2 separate regions of the Sus scrofa genome follow, and region 1 is linked to region 2. The links are chromatin contacts, called in public Hi-C maps. All regions are on one chromosome and are shown on one strand. Each heading gives the region's core, a stretch centred on a gene start, on an enhancer-like site or on the middle of the called end of the contact. The rest is flanking DNA. Distances are from core to core; before and after follow the strand shown. Region 1 overlaps NHLRC2 (NHL repeat containing 2). Region 2 overlaps CASP7 (caspase-7).

Region 1 (4,316 bases), core at 1,357-3,856, 200 kb before region 2:
GAAGGACATTCTTTATAATAAATAATTAAATAAGGAGCATAGCTGCATTTTCATACCAGTTACTAGAACTAAACAATGGGTTTCTGGGTATCCAGAGGTGGAAATTACAGTGATGGTGGGGACTGGAGAACAGGTGGCACTGGGCTGCGTGCCAGCCTGCTAAAATATGTACTTGAGTTCTACTGGTGCTATGTAGCTTTGTTGTGTATTGGTTATTTGTAAAGGCTGACTGAACAAAATTCCCTTCATCATACAGGCACTGCTGTCTGTGCTACAGTAATAAAGAAACACGCTGATAGACAGAACGACTTCGAGAGATACACAGTCTCCAGGAATCTGCAGTGAGATTGTTGGTTGATTGGAAATGCTCTCTATCTCTCCAGATGGTATCTGTCCTTGAAGAAGCCATTCATTGCCTAGAAGATAAAAATGTAAATTATTAGGACTATATAAGAAGACAAGTATGAAATCAAACAAACCTTACAAAGATTAGATTCATTCAATCAACAAAGGTTTACTGAAAGCCTCTGAGTGCCAGGCATTGTGCTCTCTGGGAAGGACATAAACAAATAAGATGTGAGAAGTTTCCAGTCTAATCATCTTGATAGCAAATTAAAATTCTTCCTCTGAACACTGAAAAATAAATTATATATTGATTCCTACTGAAATCAAGGTGAATATTGAAAATAATAGTTATAGATTTAAAATGTGGTTACAGAGTTAAAAAGAAACCTATTAATAAGTTCTAGAAATAAACAGGACACTTTAGAAAACATCATTTTTGGAGTTCCCTGGTGGCATAGCAGGTTAAGGATTTGGTGTTGTTACTGCAGTGGCTGAGGTTGCTGTTGTGGCACAGTTTCAACACCTGGCAGGGAACTTCCACATGTCATTACGCAGCCAAAAAAAAAGAAAAGAAAACAGATAAAAATGTCTAGGAATTTAATATGCAAACTCCAAAATAATCTAGGGAATACAAATGTATGTGTAACTGCAGTGACTTTCAAGTTAAGACAATGATGAATTATCGAATATCCAAAGGTAATGATAATAAAAAAAAGGCACTTTTTTTTTTAGAAAAAAGTAACAATGTATATACATTATTCCAATGGACTCAATGTAAAAAATCTAAGAGTCTGTCCACCTCGTTTTAACACATAAAACTCTTATGAGACTTAAATACACACTTATCTATATAACGAAGTATAAAAACCACTAAAAATTGTTAAACCTTCTAGTATTAAAGTTTTTAAAATGTTTTTACTCACCCAGGGCCCTCTCTCAGAAGCAACATGTGTGTCATACTGAAAAACACATACACTGACACTAAGCGTTAGAGGGGGGTTAGATATTAAGAGCCAGCATTTGGGAAACACAGGACATGCTCTCCTGCCTTCTTAAACAGAATACACTGAGCATAACAGAATGACTTATCAATGACTTGGGGCCACAAAAATGGACCATCTATGGAGTAGTGGTGAAATTTTATGTCTACTTTTTAGCTTTTCTTTCTTTTGATCTCAGGATGCATCAACAGACTAGAGCACCTGCCTCTACTGGTCCTCTCCATCTCTCCTTTAGTTTGTTGCTTCTGATATTCTGGTGAGTGAAAAATTAAATTTGAGAAAAATATATCAAATAAGAGTAAGGACAATGTGAAAGGTAAGCATCTAAAGTTAAGTGCAGAGCTTTTTAAACAATTCTTCAAAAATTCTCTGGCCTTCTTTGCTTATTTATGGATTGAGAAGTATGTTTTAATGTTTGATTTTTTTTTTTTTGAGAGAGAGCAGATTATTTGGGGAACTCCATATATTTTAGATAAAAACATGAAAATAATAAATTACGCTATTTTAATGTCCAATTCTAGAAATAAAACTGACAACATTTCCTTAGACACTGTTTAGATACATCACATGTGGGACCTGTGAAGCTGTAACACGCTAGCCTAGCGGTGCTTTTGGACTGCTACTTATTTATTTATTTATTTATTTACTTACTGGCAACTTTAAGATTCTACAGACCAAAATGTTAAAAGTGTTTCTGTCTCTAAATAACTAGCCAAGAAGAAAAAAAAAGTCCTTTAGTCACATATTTACAAACATAGCCTATAAAACAATTTTTGAAATCGTACATTAGGATTCTTACCTGAAAGCTTATTTGTCCCTATACAATAAAAATGGAGCCAATATCTTGTACAACTGTTAAGATGGCCAAGAATCTACTTCACTTTCCTTTAATACTATTCACATTTTGTATTTCAATAACTCATTATTAACTTGTGTGTTTGCAAAGTAGATTTAAAATAAACATGTTAACTTGTCAGTATCCTATTTTAAAAAACAAATACACTGCTCTTTAATTTCAAACAGAGAAATTAACAGTGATCACCAGCTGATGCAATGCTTTCAGATGAGAACACACAGGCAGAACAGATACACTGGCGGTGGAGGACGTATGCTGAACCTTCAGAGGACTGAGGACTGAAGGGTCAGGGTGAGTTCTCTTCCCCGCAGAGCTAGCTCCAAACACCCTTGAGCTGCAGGGCTCAACCCTCTCCTCTGAGTGGAGGGGAGGGGGTGACTTCCCCACAGGCTCAGTCAGTCTCTCCAGGGCCAGCAAACTCTAAGCCAAGATCTGCCAGCCTCCCAAGAACTCTCTGTCCTCTCGGTGTGGGTACCAAGTGGGGAGCTGCAGCTGCTGCCCTGAGAATGTACAAGGTAAGAAGGCATAGAACTGGGATCTGGGTAACATACGAAAGAAAAGTGTGTGAGAGGCCACAAGGGAGGGGGAGTGGGGTAGGAAACAGAGAACTGAGTGAGAACATGTGAAAGAGCGTGGGACACTAGGACAGAGGAAGATTATTGGAGACAAGAGGTCAGAATTTAGCTCCGGACTACTAATATGTCACTTTAAAACTGTTGTCCACTCTATTAGAGAAGCTGGAAGGCACTGCTGCTGGAAGACAAGTAATATACTGATTACTTGTAACTGTGATGAAAACGCACATCTAAATCTTTACATAATTTACAGTAACTGAACACCTTTGAGAATAGACTCAAACAGGAAGTGTTCTTAGATTAAAGAATCACAAATTAGTGAGTGAGGACAAAGGCTCTGCCTGGATTCTAAGCATAGTAATTCATTTATATTCAATTCCATGTTCTCCTCCAACAATGGTTTTTCTTCTACTTGAACAGCATACTTTTAGGCAATGGCTTTGGCATCCATTTTCCTGTAGTAAGCAAGTTAATGGAGCTCAAATTCTACCTTTGGAATCTCTAGAGAAGAAACTGTGGTTTCAAGCTTAATAACTTGTAAATCAAGTTTAATGATAGTATTAAAATAAAATGAACAGCAAGTGAAAGCTCTAAAGCATTTGACAGACACTATCTGGAAATGTGAAAGATAATAATAAAACAACCAAATTAGAATCTATGCCAAGCTACTTCAGTTAAAAGCAAGCTTCCCCCCCACCCCTTCTTTGTTTTAGGGCTGCATCTGTGACACATGGAGGTTTCCAGGCTAGGGGTTGAACTGGAGCTACAGCTGTTGGCCTACACCACACTCACAGCAACACAGGATCTGAGCTTCATCTGCAACCTCCACCACAGCTCACGGCAACGCTGGATACTTAACCCACTAAGCGAGGCCAGGGACTGGATGGAATCTGCATTATCCTCATGGATACTAGTCAGGTTCGTTATCACCGAGCCACAATGGGAACTCCCAAAAGCAGGCATGCATTTTTAGAAAACAACATACTTAGGGGGGAAATCACTTTAATTCTTCAGAATAGAATCTGTGAGATTTTTACCATGGATTTAGAAGGTAGAGTGGCAATCACAATTAATACTGAATCAGGACTCACAGACCTGCTGATCAAACCAGTTAGTCAACATCTACACTTCCTTGTGCCTAACTCTGGCTAGAGAAAAACACTCTCCCCGTGGACTAGCCTGACTTCCAATTCATGACAGCTAGCCCCAAATGCAGCCTTCAGGCCGTTCAGCAGTCCTACTGTATTTCCTTTGGGTGGTCATCCTCTCACTTTCCCGGCCCTCTTCTTTCTTCAAACCTCCAAACCGTCTCCTCCACCACCTCTTTCTCTCGGCTGACGGCTGTGCTTGCCAACGTACTAAGAGAACAGAAGCTTTCAGGAAAGAACTTCCACAAGCACCCACCTTCACAGCTACCCATCCAGATTACTGGGCCTTCTCTCTTTACTGGGGAAATGCTGCCCACATTCCTAGCAAAGGCCAGCCTTCCCCTTGTGCACTAGATCCCAGCCCGTCTCATGTCCTAAAGGATACCCACCC
Region 2 (4,427 bases), core at 315-2,814:
GCCAGGTCCTTAACCTGCGGCACCATGAGGGAACTTCCTCGATCTTTCTTGTAATTACACAAATACCATGTTTTGGGTTTTTTGTCTTTTACATAAGGACCTGATTATAACACTTACTGGTGGAGCAACTCAATTTGCAGTCCAGGAGAAAGAAGAATTACAACCAAGTGGCATTTATGAAACACATGCCAGGAGGACAAAGGTTGGAACACGAAGATGATACAGAGGAGAAACCCCAAGGGATCTGAGCCTGAGGCTCAAAAGTAGGGAGTTTACCAAGTTTTGAAAACAAGCCTTTTCTCCCACCCTCTTCAGTTGGGAGCTGGAAGGATAAACACATCCCTCAGCAGGGGCACCTGAGGCTCCACCAAGGCCCTGGGGAAATTTGAGAGCCTGTGCAATCTGTTTGCTACTTTCTTTTTTATTTCCTTTAACAGTGACCTTGAGCAGAGCTCAGAAACGGCCTTTAATTTCATAGCTGAAGTGTTCCCGGGAGGGGATATCTCCCAGGCTACGCGGCAGGGCTTGGTCTTGTACCTGCAACAGCTCCCAGTGGTGCCACCAGCATCAAATTCACATGGCCCTAGGGCTCCCCCACTTCCCAGACCTGTGCAGTGTGGGCCAGCCTGACCATCATGCCCCTGGTGGCTCCAGCCCCAGCAGGCAGGCTCTTCCAGTCCCCTGATCACCCCACTGCCTTTTCTCTGACAAGTCCCAACTCCTCCTCTAGCCCCCCTCGCCCTTCCTCTCCCAGCCTCCCATAACTCCTCATACTCCATAGTTTGGCAATCAGTTATTTCCTGTTCTTAGCTATTTTCCTAGACATTCACTAAGAACTTGAGTTTATATCAAGGGCAGGGACCACATCGTTACCTTGGGTGGCAGGTAACCTGGGCTAGCTGCAGGGCTACCTTTACAATGAGAGGCATCCTTCTTCAAGTTCTCATACAACATGAGGCCTCATAAACTATGGCTCATGATGGACACAGACTGGGCACACACAAGTGTCCCTTTGTACTGAGGGGGATCAGTTCCAGGACTCCTGAGGATACCAAAATCCACGGATGCTCAAGTCCCATATTTAAATGGAGTAGTATTTGCATAGAACCTATGCACATCCTCCTTCAGACTTTAAATTCTCTCTAGATTACTTCTACTGCCTCAAACAATATAAATGCTATACGAATAGTTGCCAGCACTCAGCAAACCCAAGTTTTGCTTTTTGGAACTGTCTGGTATTTTTTTCTCCTAACATTTTCGATCTGCCATTGGTTGAATCCACAGATACGGAGCCCACGGATACAGGGGGCAGACTGTACTTATTTCTTCTAAGTCATTTTTTATAGTCTAAACACTTGATTAATTTTAAATTTACATGCTAAATATGTTTTTCCTTTGTGGTTTTCTGTGTTTTCCAAGGGTTCTTCAATAATCAGATAAGTAGAAGACATTTTAATAAATTTTTGTTTTTTAAGAATGGTGAATTAAGGAAGTCTGGTTTATTGAGCTCAGTGAGATGGATATAAAATGATGCTGTCCTGCCATCTAGTGGCAGTGAAACAAAAAAGCCAAGACAAGTCTCAGGGCCTGGGAGTACCTAGGACTGTTGAGTCCCACCCACGCTTTGGAGGCTGCAGTGGGGGTGGGGGTGGAAGGGGTCTTTTCTTTTCCCAGAATCCTTGAGGTTTCTAGGGGGAGATTGAGAGTCCTTAGTTAGAGTCAGGTGGGGGTGCTATTGCCCCTCAACTGCAATTATGTCCCTGCAATTCTGACACCCTAGAGAAGGGAGCTGGGGATGGGACGGGAGGGGGAAGGTGCGGGCCGTCAGCTGCAGGGAGCACCCAGAGCAGCCAGGCTGCACCCACACCTCGGCCGCAAGGGGTGCAAAGCTCCCCACACACCACAGAGGGGAGCACATGAGGGGCTATGGCACCTGCCGGATTTGCGGGAAACAACCAAGGGCTAGTGCTGTTTTCAGATGACCCCAGTTAGTTACAGAATAATGATCCCAGTTAGAATCCAGAAGGCACAGAGGATAAGTTCAGAGTGTCCGCACGCCACGTGTGATAAGGGGCGCTCCCTCTGTTCAAGTCACACTTAGTCTCACCCCATCATACAAGAGGTCCCTGATGCCATCCAAGTTGCTCTCTAGTTCTCCAACAACAAAGCAGAGAGAACAGAGGCCGCAGGTAGTCAGGGGAACACGGAAAGGCAGCCAATGCTGGGGCAGTTCTGTCATTGTGACACTAGAAATATAAACTGTATTACCCCTTTGCACAGCAAGAGGGCGCAGTGGGCACTCGTGACTGCAACCCTTCCCCGTGGTCCAGGTCCCACTTTCCTCAATTCCTTCGCCAGCCCCTCCTTCCACTTGGTCAAACGTCTGGCAGCTTCTACCTCCCTGGCACCTCTGTGGTCCAGCTGCTCCCTTCCAGTGGCCCCAGCCCTGCTCCATCTACTTCATCCATTCTGGCCTGGGACGCGCAACAGCCTCCTAACCCACTTCCGCTCTCCACCCAGCCACTCGTCAGCACTTTCCCCTTCACGGGGCAGCTCGGCTGTCCTGGTGGGCATCCGTAGGTATAAGTGATCGAGTCACTCGACCGCTTAAGTCCTTTAGTGACTTCCCCGTCCTTATTAGGATTGATTCCAACTCCTTCAGGTGAACTGTGGATAACCCCTTCTGCAATCTCCCTGGGGCCATCTCCCTGCATCTCTGCTCTGTCCCTTCCCGGCACCATCATTCCTCAAACACCAGTTCCACGTCTGCCTTCCGCAGCGGGATGTGAGTGTCTGGGTCAGAGACCACACTGATCTTGTTGCTCCTGTTCCTGGCTGCAGCCCCAGGGCCAAACACAGCGCCTGGCATGTGAAGGTGGCTACAGAGTCCTGGTGGAGAGCTTGGCTTGAGAGGCAGGTGAACGCAGGTTCAAACCCTGGCTCTACCACTAATCAACTAAGGGACTTGGCACAAGGGACTTATGTTCTGTCATTTCATAGATATTTAATGAGTGAATGAAATATTGAATTACTGACCAAAAATGTCATCTCACATGATTAAAGCCAGTGATACTTTCCTAGATGAAACTTTAAAATCTTTTAAAAAGAAGGAAAAACGTAAATTTTAAGGGTATGTCACAAATCGTGATTGAATTTTACTTGCACTGACTGCCTCCTTGGTAGGCAGTATGATCTAACATGGGGGTATGAGTTGGATGCCAAGTGAAGGCAGAGAAAATAAGCAACTAACATTTCACAACCTGGACGAGTAAGAGAGTAAGTTGATACTTACTGGAGCTCAATGTCATTCAATAATTCAAAAATCATGTCTTATAATTCAGACAACCAAAATCAGCAGTTTAGAAAATGGAACAAATATTTTGGAAACTACTTCATGTTTATTTTGATAAGATAAAATAATATTTTGATGCCAATATCAGCTACACTATAGAAAAGACACAGTGGATCAGAATCCAGATTATCCAGGCTTATTTACCTGAATTTAAGGGGGATTAAAAAAAACTGCACATCAGAGACCACATCTATTTTTGCAAAATGATAGGTGATGAAAGCAGTGCTCTCCAACCAGCGAACTCAAAACCTTTCCAAGGGGTGCAGACAAGATGGTTTTAAGTGAATAAACTGCCGGACCCTCAATCTCCATTTGTCTTTTTCCTGTAAACTGGTCCGTGTGAGTATGAAAACAGCTCCCCCTTCTCAGTCTCCTGTCTCCCCCCACTTAACAGGGCAGACCTCTACCCACCCTGCACCTTAGGTGATATCAAAACTGCCACATTGTCTAATTAAGGGACAATTCAAATCTCCCTATCCGTGAGTCTCCCTGGATCAGGCACTGGGGTATGCTGAGAAAGAAAGAGTTTCCGACTTAGATGAGAGTCTGATAAGGGTGAAGGATGGCATTAGAAACAGGGCTGCTTGGGGCCACACTGGGCTGCTTTAAATTCAGTTACATATTGCAAATTACATGTTATAGAACACGGAGTGAGAGGGATGTGGCTCTTGTGTAATGACTTCGCCTCTTTCAACCCCTAATTACTCTCAGAGATGCTACGGCTTTTGAGCTAGAGTCCTGGGAAAGCAAAGCAAACACTTATTCAAGGAGGTAAACACATTGGGCTTTGTGCCCTTTCTTTTCTCCTTTCTTCTTTCCCACCCCATCCATCCATCCATCCATCCATCTCATCCATCCATCCATCCCATCCATTTATCTCATCCATCCATCCCATTCATCCATACCATCCACTGTCCATCGTCCACCTGTCCATCCATCCACCACCAGTCCATCTGTCCATCTGTCTGTCCGTCCATCCATCCTTCATCTGTCCATCCGAGAATTAGAATTCAGAAACAAGACGGCTGTCACAGGGAGGCCTGACAACATAGTTATTGAACCAAAAACTGGTATT

Evidence for each region. Hi-C and Micro-C count contacts between places; a contact is called where the count stands out from the background.
Region 1: a Hi-C map of alveolar macrophages shows a contact between it and region 2, with 1.8 times the contacts expected there. The contact joins two enhancer-like sites. A contact is called at or near these places in 4 of 47 Hi-C or Micro-C datasets (alveolar macrophages, embryonic fibroblasts, epiblast stem cells and 1 more).

Annotation. Positions count from the first base shown.
Region 1 is chr14:124,231,116-124,235,431 of Sscrofa11.1, reverse strand. NHLRC2 (NHL repeat containing 2) reads right to left here. Exons shown (of 11, transcript NM_001243561.1): 11 at 1-416. The coding sequence ends at 160. Among named protein-coding and RNA genes, the nearest start is that of NHLRC2, 71 kb to the right of the region's middle. Within about 2 kb of position 2,606, at least 13 of the 83 cell types and tissues checked have an H3K27ac peak or open chromatin away from gene starts, as enhancers often do. A contact at or near this core is called in alveolar macrophages, where this site is marked.
Region 2 is chr14:124,028,803-124,033,229 of Sscrofa11.1, reverse strand. All of the region lies in intron 2 of CASP7 (caspase-7), which reads right to left. Among named protein-coding and RNA genes, the nearest start is that of CASP7, 13 kb to the right of the region's middle. Within about 2 kb of position 1,564, at least 21 of the 83 cell types and tissues checked have an H3K27ac peak or open chromatin away from gene starts, as enhancers often do. A contact at or near this core is called in alveolar macrophages, where this site is marked.